Linked DNA regions of Pan troglodytes: region 1 is linked to region 2. Evidence: chromatin contacts called from public HiChIP or PLAC-seq data. All regions are on one chromosome and are shown on one strand. Each heading gives the region's core, a stretch centred on a gene start, on an enhancer-like site or on the middle of the called end of the contact. The rest is flanking DNA. Distances are from core to core; before and after follow the strand shown.

The links. HiChIP or PLAC-seq counts read pairs in DNA pulled down with a chosen protein or histone mark.
Region 1: a contact with region 2 is called in an H3K4me3 HiChIP or PLAC-seq map of stem cell-derived excitatory neurons, with 3 times the contacts expected there. The contact joins the promoter of XYLT2 here to the promoter of COL1A1 in region 2. A contact is called at or near these places in 1 of 7 Hi-C or Micro-C datasets (stem cell-derived neural progenitor cells) and 1 of 1 datasets of contacts at active chromatin or transcription factors (stem cell-derived excitatory neurons).

What each region holds. Positions count from the first base shown.
Region 1 is chr19:63,486,034-63,490,740 of NHGRI_mPanTro3-v2.0_pri, forward strand. XYLT2 (xylosyltransferase 2) reads left to right here and starts at 2,751. Exons shown (of 11, transcript NM_001009086.1): 1 at 2,751-2,885. The coding sequence starts at 2,751.
Region 2 is chr19:63,341,750-63,346,020 of NHGRI_mPanTro3-v2.0_pri, forward strand. COL1A1 (collagen type I alpha 1 chain) reads right to left here and starts at 1,980. Exons shown (of 51, transcript XM_001169409.8): 1 at 1,729-1,980; 2 at 70-264. The coding sequence starts at 1,831.

The sequences.
Region 1 (4,707 bases), core at 1,501-4,000, 150 kb after region 2:
CAATGGAACCTATTAGAGAACCCGAAGAGGAGACAGAGGGGAACAATGATTCTTGCAATTTATATGGTGAAATCTAAGCCAGTCTATGCATGCTATACCTCAATAACAAATCTGGGATTTTATTTTTAATTATTTTTTAGAGACAACTTGCCATGTTGCCCAGGCTGGTCTCAAATTCCTGGGCTCAAGCGATCCTCCTATCTCAGCCTCCTGAGTAGCTGGGAATTACAGGCACCACAATAACCAGATAACGAATTTGTTTAAAAAAAAAAAAAAAAACAGTGGGCTGGGCTCGGTGGCTCATGCTTGTAATCCCAGCACTTTGGGAGGCCGAGACAGGTGGATCACAAGGTCAGGAGTCTGAGAATAGCCTGGCCAGCATGGTGAAACCCGGTCTCTACTAAAAATACAAAAATAAGCCGGGCATGGTGGCGCGCACCTATAACCCCAGCTACTCGGGAGACCAAGGCAGGAGAATTTCTTGAATCCGGGAGGCAGAGGTTGCAGTGAGCCGGGATTGTACCACTGCACTCTACCCTGGGTGGCAGAACGAGACTCAAAAAAAAAAAAAAAAAAAAAAAAAAAAGCCAGGCGCGGTGGCCACGCCTGTAATCCCAACACTTTGGGAGGCTGAGGTGGGCAGATCATGAGGTCAGGAGATCGAGACCATCCTGGCTAACACGGTAAAACCCCGTCTCTCCTAAGAATACAAAAAAAAAAAAAAAAAAAATTAGCCAGTCGTGGTGGTGGGCGCCTGTAGTCCCAGCTACTACTTGGGAGGCTGAGGCAGGAGAATGGCGTGAACCTGGGAGGCAGAGCTTGCAGTGAGCCGAGATCGCGCCACTGCACTCCAGCCTGGGCAACAGAGCAGACTCCGTCTCAAAAAAAAAAAAAAAAAAAAAAAAGAGAAATGGGGGAAAGGAAAGGAAAGGATAGCCACTAAAATGTTAATGATGATCATCTTAAGGGGTGGGATTGTAGGTGACTTTTACTTTTTTTCTTATTCGTTTAGTGTTTAAATGTTATATAATGGATATTTATTACTTATATAATCAGTGAAAAATAAAGCTATTTTCATTGTTGTGGGGGGAATTATTGGCAGGTAGAAGTCCCTAAAGGATCTGATTTAATAAGCACACAAGATCAATATTTAATTAACATATCAATTGCTGGGATGTCAACTGATGTTTTCCAAAATCGTTGAAGTGTAGGCTCTCTTAAGTAGCCAAACTGTCGTCGGAAACATAGTTTACAATTCTCCCATTTAACAAACGCGGAGGAACAGAATGACTACAAATGCTAAAGCGCAGAAGACGATTAAAGGAGGTTATTTATGTACCATCAAATGCTTGTGTATCCTGTACACATCAGTTTAGAATTCTCTCATCAACCCAACCTTGTGGCAACTTCCAAATCCCTCCATCATGGCCTTCTAACTTTTCAAACTTTTTTTTTTGTAAGCCACTTCTCTTTCCAGACCTCTCTGTAGTGGTTCCTAACGTCTTCCCTTTAAACCTTCTAACTTGTGTTTGCTATTTTTATGACTTCCTCCTCCCAGTGCCTGGCTTCCCCCGCTGGGGATTCACCTTGCTTTGGTGGCCACTGTTTTGCTCTTCTCGCCTTCCCTCTCTCCACGGGCCTGCCAGGCTTAGGGAAGGCCACAGGTGCTTCGACCTTGTCCAGTGCGGTGCTCATTGAACACGCCGGGTTCTCCAACAAATGTTAGGGACAGCTGGTTAGACGGGAATCTGGGCCTCCCCTGCTTGCTTTCCGCAACATTTCTTGAGCATTGCTGGGTGTCCAAGGCAGGGCGAGATCCCAGAGCAGTCACGACCGGATGTATGATTGGTGCTCACTGCACAGTGCTGGGGACGCACAGGGAGGATGCCACTGATGGTGTAGGGGGTGGGGACTTGGCAGAGGGAGCAGCATGTGTCGAGGTCTACTGGTTCTCCAAGTTTGGTCCCAGAGCAAAGGCATCAGCATCACCTGGGAACCTGCTGAAAATTCTAATGCTTAGGCCTCACTACCGACCTACCAAAGCAGACACTCTGGGGGAGGGAGGAGGGGCACTAAAAATCTGTTTTATCAAGACCTCCAAGAGACTCCAACACACGCTAGAGTAGTTTGAGAACCACGACTCTGGGAGCGGCCTGAGGATGCTTAGGATGAGCGCAGAGCGGAAAGGAGGATTCGTGAAGGCTCTCTGATGCCAGTCAAGGGGTTAGACTTTGCCCCGCAGGTGCGGCCTCCAGGTTTTTAAGCAGAGGCCTGTGGCTCTCACACGCCCTCTCCCAAGGCGGCGTCTCTGGGAGCCCTGGCGTTCCCTGGGCCCCCGGGACCGAGAGCTTACCCGCGTGGGACTGAACTCGCCCACGACCCCCGACACCAGGCAACAGAGGTTGTGCCGCAGACCCTCCACTCCCCAGCACCAGGCGCTCGCCGTCCAGGTGGAGGGGAGCACACGTGGGAGCCAGGGGCACCGGCGGAGACACGAGCGCAGAAGGCACGCGCTCAAGCCCACGCCCGCGACTGCCGGGACTGAAGGTGTTGCGAGCCCCGGCTCCACCCCTAGCCTGCGGTGCGCCGTGCTTTGGCCCCGCAGGCCCCGCCCCCGGCCCCGCCCCGGCGCGCGCCCCGCCCGCCTCCCTAGGCGTGGAGGCGGGGGGGGCGGCTCAGCCCCGCGCCCGTGCGCGCGCTCGCGGCCGGGTTGCAGGGCTGGGCGCGCGCCCCGCGTCCCGGGCAGGAAGATGGTGGCGAGCGCGCGAGTGCAGAAGCTGGTGCGGCGCTACAAGCTGGCGATTGCCACGGCGCTGGCCATCCTGCTGCTGCAGGGCCTGGTAGTGTGGAGCTTCAGCGGCCTGGAGGAGGACGAGGCGGGCGAGGTGCTCCGACGGCCGGGCGGGCGGGCAGGCCGGGCGCGGGGGCGCGCGGGGTCCTGGCGGGGCTGCGGGCGGCCCCAGCCGGGGAAGTGGGGCACGGGCCGCGTGCGTGCGTGCAGGGCGCCGGCGGTCGCCCAGAGCGGAGCATCCGGCCCCTGGCACTCCCTTCCCCAGCAGGCCTAGGGAGCTGCGCGCGGGGGCAGTGCGTGACCTGGAGACCCGGGCCCTGGTGGATTGGGAGTCGGGCGGGAGGAGCAGGTCATGCTGGGGTGGTCTCCGGCCAAGGGAGCGATGAAGGTCAGGCGCGGCGAGCGGGGCTAGGAGGCGGGGCTGGGCCCGAACCTGCTCGGAGGTGGGGAGCCCCAGGCCAAACTTTCTGAAGTTGGGAGGGGGCGGGGATATGCGCGCCGTGGGCGGAGGAGTAGGGCCAAGGGACTCAGGGCGTCCTTCCCCAGCTGAGCCCGAGGGGCAGCGGCCGGTGAGGAAGGGGAGCTCGGGGGTGGAATTCAGGCCTGGGACAAAGTGTGTACCCGGGAACTGAAGGAACAGGGAGTGACGCCGAAGGAGAGAACTGGAGTCTTCCCGAGGTGTGGCTTCCTCAGCCGGGGGTTTGAAGAACCTGGATGGGTCTCCGGAGGGCAGGGAGAGGAGGACCTGAGCTGGTGAGTTGGCCTCAGGACCTTAGGGAATTTGGGAGGGGCCCTCTGGCTTTAAGGGAATGGGGACTGTAACAGAGCCCCAGCCGCAGAGCAGGGGCAACCAACAGCCGTCTCAGCCCCCAAGTCCCTGCCTCGAGGGTCTTTCTCCCTCTTCCCCGATGTGGTTTCAGCTGGAGGCTCAGACACCTCAGCGGTGTGGTGAGGAAGGGTCCATTGGGTCTGGGTTCGTGCTGCGGAGATGGAGAGGACAGGCCACACCACAGCCCTAAGCTGTGGCCCAGAGGTCAGGACCTCCCTGCCCCCAGCGCCCCTGTTCTGCTGCCTCCAGGGCTCCGGGTCAGAGACTCTATCTGCTGCTGTCCTCGGGCAAGCCCCGATACCCGCGACCCCTTACCGCATCTCGCCAGTCTGGAAGGCCTGGTGTGGAGACAGAAGAGCTGCCCTTGCCTTTTTTTGGGAGAACCCAGAGGGTGGGATGGTGATGGGGGCTGGAACAGAGTCACATGAGACCATAACTCCAAAAGGAGGTGGGGGCGGGGGTGGGGCTGGCTCCGTGACATCCGTGGGGTGTGGACCTACAAGTAGGACGAGCAAGTAGGAGAGTGTTTCAGGCCCAGTGTAAGAAGACTGTTTGGGCAGATGGGACATTCCAAGATGGAATGGGCTGCCAAAGCAGTTAGGGAGCCCTCTGACCCTGGAATATGTGACCACTCTGGGCTACCGCCCCCATCCCCCACCACCTCCTCCTCCAGCTTCCTGGCTGAATGAATAGGGGAATCCTGGACTGGAATGTTTGAAAAAGCTTGTGCGGTCCAGGCACCCATTGCTGCTTGGACCCCCTCAGCTGCTCCCTCACCTGACTCTGGGGTTGCCAGGCAGCAGAACGGGGTGCATGGGAAGGTGAGTGCTGAAGCTGGACCGCCCACTTCACTCTCTTCCAGCTCTGACCCTGAGAAGACCGCCAGCAAATCACTTTGCCTCCTCCCTTATCCTTATCAGTATCCCTCCTCAAGATGGGGATAATAATGGCACCTCCCGTGTTAGGTGATTATAAAGATTAAGTGAAAATGATGCCTGTGAAGCACTTGCAGGAGTTCCTGGCACATGCTCAGCTGTCAGTAAATAAATAACTCTTATTATCCCAGCACTGTGCATTGGGAATACGA
Region 2 (4,271 bases), core at 730-3,229:
CCAGCGAGCGCCGGCCACCCCCAGCCCCAGCCCCAGGCCCCAGGCCCCAGGCCCCGAGCGCAGCCGCACCTGAGCCGTCGGGGCAGACGGGACAGCACTCGCCCTCGGGGACTTCGGCGCCGGGGCAGTTCTTGGTCTCGTCACAGATCACGTCATCGCACAACACCTTGCCGTTGTCGCAGACGCAGATCCGGCAGGGCTCGGGTTTCCACACGTCTCGGTCATGGTACCTGAGGCCGTTCTGTACGCAGGTGATTGGTGGGACTGGGACAGGCGGAAGAGGGGCGTTGTCAGTAGTGACTGCAACCCCCAGCTTAACCACCTTTCCCCCGGGTCTAAGAGGCACACTTGGATTTTTCACTTCCCGCCCCTCCCCCCGTTCCTCTTTCCTCAAATCCTTAAAAGCTCGCCTGCTCCTCATCAGCGCGGGTGACAGCGCCGAGGCGCCTGGCCAGGGAGGCTGTAACTCTTTCCAGTTCTCAGGAATTTAAACAAAGCTTTAGTCCGCGGTGGCTTCCAACTCCAACCTCAGCCCATTGGCGCTGAAGCCAAGTGAAATAAAAACCACAGGGTGAGAGGGGGAGGGCGGGGGGAGAATAGGAGGGGCCCCATCGGGAGGGCAGGCTCGTGGGGAGTGGCTTGCGTGGAAGAGACAGCAGGAGGGCGAGGGAGGAGAGAAGGGAGGTCCAGCCCTCATCCCGCCCCCATTCCCTGGGCAGGTGGGGTGGCGGGGGCGGGGCTAGGAGAATGGGAGCGGCTGATTGGAAGGGAGGCCCCCCCAAGACTTGAAATGTACCTCAAAATTAGGAGACACCCTAACCTCCAGCACCTAGACATCTTAAAAGCCCGCTCTCGGGGCCATCCCCAGTCCCCCAAAGCCAGCCAATGCCTCCAGGTCACTTTTAGCCAAAGAATCAAAAAGTCCGCAAATAGTCCAGAAGTTAGCTAACCACTCCCACCGCGCTAGCGGCTCCCCAGACGGCCACTAGGTGTCGGGCAACGCTAAGCAATGGGGCCGGGGCGGGGCCGACCTCACCGGCCCGACTACCTCTTTAAGAGGCTTGGGCTGCCCCATCCCCGGCTTTACTTTCCAGATCTAGAGGTGGGGGTCCGCACCCAGCAATAACCCGGGTCTTCCCGCTCCGGCTCCTGCCCCAGTAAGCGTTGGACCGGGAGACGCAGTGCTCAGCATCGGTCAGCAGGGGGCGCAAGGACCCCCGCCCCGCCGAGTCCGCGCCAAAGTTTCTCATCCTCCACCCGCCCACGCTCCGCACCCCCTCCCCGGCGGCCCAGCACCCCCACGGCCCCAGCAACAGTCTAGCCCGCAGAGAGGGCAATCTTTCCTTATGAATCATCCCACGGCCTTCCTGATTGCTTCTACATCTTGGGCTTCAAATGCCCCGCTCGGCGCCCCCATCCCATCTTCGACGTGCTTTCCTCACTCTGCACCCAGATCCCCACTTTCCCGGTTGCGCGCTCGGGATTCTCTCTTGCACCAACTCACGCCGCGCTCCACCCTCACCTCCCGCTCCCGGGGCGCGTTCAACTCCAACCTCGCCCCAGGGTGAGCTCCCTCCTGTCTCAGGGCGCCGAGGAAGAGCCCTCATCATCTCCCTTCCATTCCCGAGTCTCCGGATCATCCACGTCTCGTTTTAAGCCGCGGCCCACGGGACCAAGCGCAAGTCGCGATATAGAGTATCCTTGCACTCCCAAAAGTTTGAGACTTACTGTCTTCGTCTTGGCCCTCGACTTGGCCTTCCTCTTGGCCGTGCGTCAGGAGGGCGGTGGCCGCTAAGAGGAGCAGGAGCCGGAGGTCCACAAAGCTGAACATGTCTAGACCCTAGACATGTAGACTCTTTGCGGCTGGGGAGGGGGTTAGCGTCCGCTCATGCGTGGCCTCACACTCCGCGTGCCTCCTGCTCCGACCCCGAGGAGAAACTCCCGTCTGCTCCGACGACTGGCCCGGGCCCCTTTTATACTGTCCTGATGGAGAGCAGGGAGGAACCCTGCCCCTCGGAGAGGGGGAGCCGGCCGCCCGTGCCCCAGCCAATCAGAGCTGCCTGGCCCGGCCCCCAATTTGGGAGTTGGAATGGAGAGGGGGAGGACGAGGGAAGGGAGTCCACCCCACATCTCCCCCCTTCGCAGCTCTGCCTCCCCAGCCCCCCAGCCCAGCCTGGGCCAGAGGTGCTGTGGTAGGGGTGCAGCTGGGTCCTCAGAATGGCGTGGGCTAACCAGTGGGTAGGGGTGCCCCTCTGCTCTCTTCCTGGGACCTCCAATCTAGAAGAAGTGGAACTGGGGAACTGGGGAGCTGGGTGGGGAGACTTCCAAAGGTGGAAGGGTTGGGGGTGTTGGGGAGGGGGTCCTCCTGGCTGTGCCCCAGTCACCCTCTGGTATCCTGGCAAGAGCTAAGGGAGGGGCATAAAGAGGCATCCTGAGGACCTCTCCAAAACAGGGGAAGCCGGGAATTAAAAAGATGTGCCTGTTTGGGGGTGTCTTCTGGTGTGGCTAGGGGATGGAGCTTAGGAATATTTGGGGAACAATTTACAGATTCCTTTCTAGACATTAAGAATCAGATATCTGAGGGAGGGGTGCAGGCAAGGGAGTTTTAATTTTGAGGATGTCAATTCTTCTGCTGTGCTCCAGGACAGAATCAAATGCCTTCCTCCAAACCCTAGGCATGATTGAGAGATGGAGTGGGGAGGCTGAGGTGCAGGGTGAGAAACATGACTAGGTGGCCTCTGCAGAAGAAAGCTTTGGTGGTTGGGTGATGGAGCAGCCAAGGTAGGGGTGGGGGATTCTAGGGACACAGAGGTGGGGATTGGGGCTTGCAATCCCCTAAAAATTCATCCCCCAAACTCTTCCACCCCAGAGTTGGGAAGTATTTTTAGTGGGAGGCCTGTGATCATTGGTGACTTAGAGAAGAGTTTTGTTTGCCATGGCTGTGGCCAGGGGCTGCTTAGAGACCCTCCTTCCCAGCACAGTCAAACCAGAGAGAACCTGGGTGGAGGGAGGGCACTTAGCTAAAGGGGTGTCTTTCTGGGAGCTGCATAAAGCCCCTTCTCCAGTTGTACCTGGACTCAGTGTTGGGGATGTATGGGATATTTTGGGTGTCTGGGTGAAACTTTCCTTTGGGGGTGTGGGATGGGCTGCAGAGGATGATTGACTTTATTTTAGGGGCTACTTCCCACTGCCTCATCTCTTTCCTGAAAATCCCGGTCATTGCTCTCTGCCTTAGGAACCAGAGAGAATCATCTGTACACTCTGAAAGGGTCTGGGGACCCGAAGGACAGCAGGCTATATCTAAGGAAGATGCCTCTAGAACTCCACGTCCTTTCTTCCTCCATGTCCCAATCCCCCAACAAGGCTCTGCCTCAACCCCAATCTACCTCGTCCTGAGAAACTCTGTAGGGCTGAGAGAAGGCCTGGGGGTCTCCTTGCAGTGCCCTGTTCATTTCTCTCCCTCCTGTGCAGCTCCCCACCCCCGGTGCTCCAGAGCTGCAAACGTGGAAGCGGGGAGTCCCGCCTCCCCCAAACCATCCAAGATTCCATTGCCTCCCCCCGCCCCTCTCCACGCCCTCCCCCAGCTGGTTTTGTGCAACGAAGGCAAAGGGGAAAAAAAAGGAACAGAAGGGGAGGGAGCCACGTCGGCTGGCCGGCTGGCCGTGGGCAGCCAGGATGAGCGGTGCGGGTGGGGCAGCAGAGGGAGACTGCAGGGGCTATAATTAAAGGGAAAATATAGAGTTTCCAGAGAGGCAGGGCTGGAGACAGCAATGGAGGGATGGACCTTCATCAATTATCCCGACCATGTGGCAGCAACTTGTGGCCCAGGGTCTGCCCCCGCCTAGTGCCAGCAACTGCAGGGCAGGACTAGGGGGCTGAGGTGCTGAGATGGCAGTTCTTGAACCCACCAAAGTCCTGCCCTCTACTGTGGGTCAGTTCCAAGAGACCCCCCCTCCCTAATAGGGGACAGGGGTCCTGTTTTTGGAGGGAACAGACATTTAGAGTGGTGGTCTAGGGCAGGGTGCCGCAGGGCTTGGTAGTATGAGGGTTAGTGACCTGTCCACTTCCTTGCTTCTTGGGTTTTCGTAGTGAGAAGGGCTCCTGCCTGCAGCTCCCCGCCCCTCCCCATATGTTTCCCATCCAGGCTTTCCCACGCCCATCTTAAAGAAGAGTTGAAACCTCCAAGGTGTGAATTGGGGGTTGCTACATCATGGGCCTGGGGTTCTGAAGGATATTTGGGGATCCCTGGCTTTGGGGTTTTGTGTGCCTGG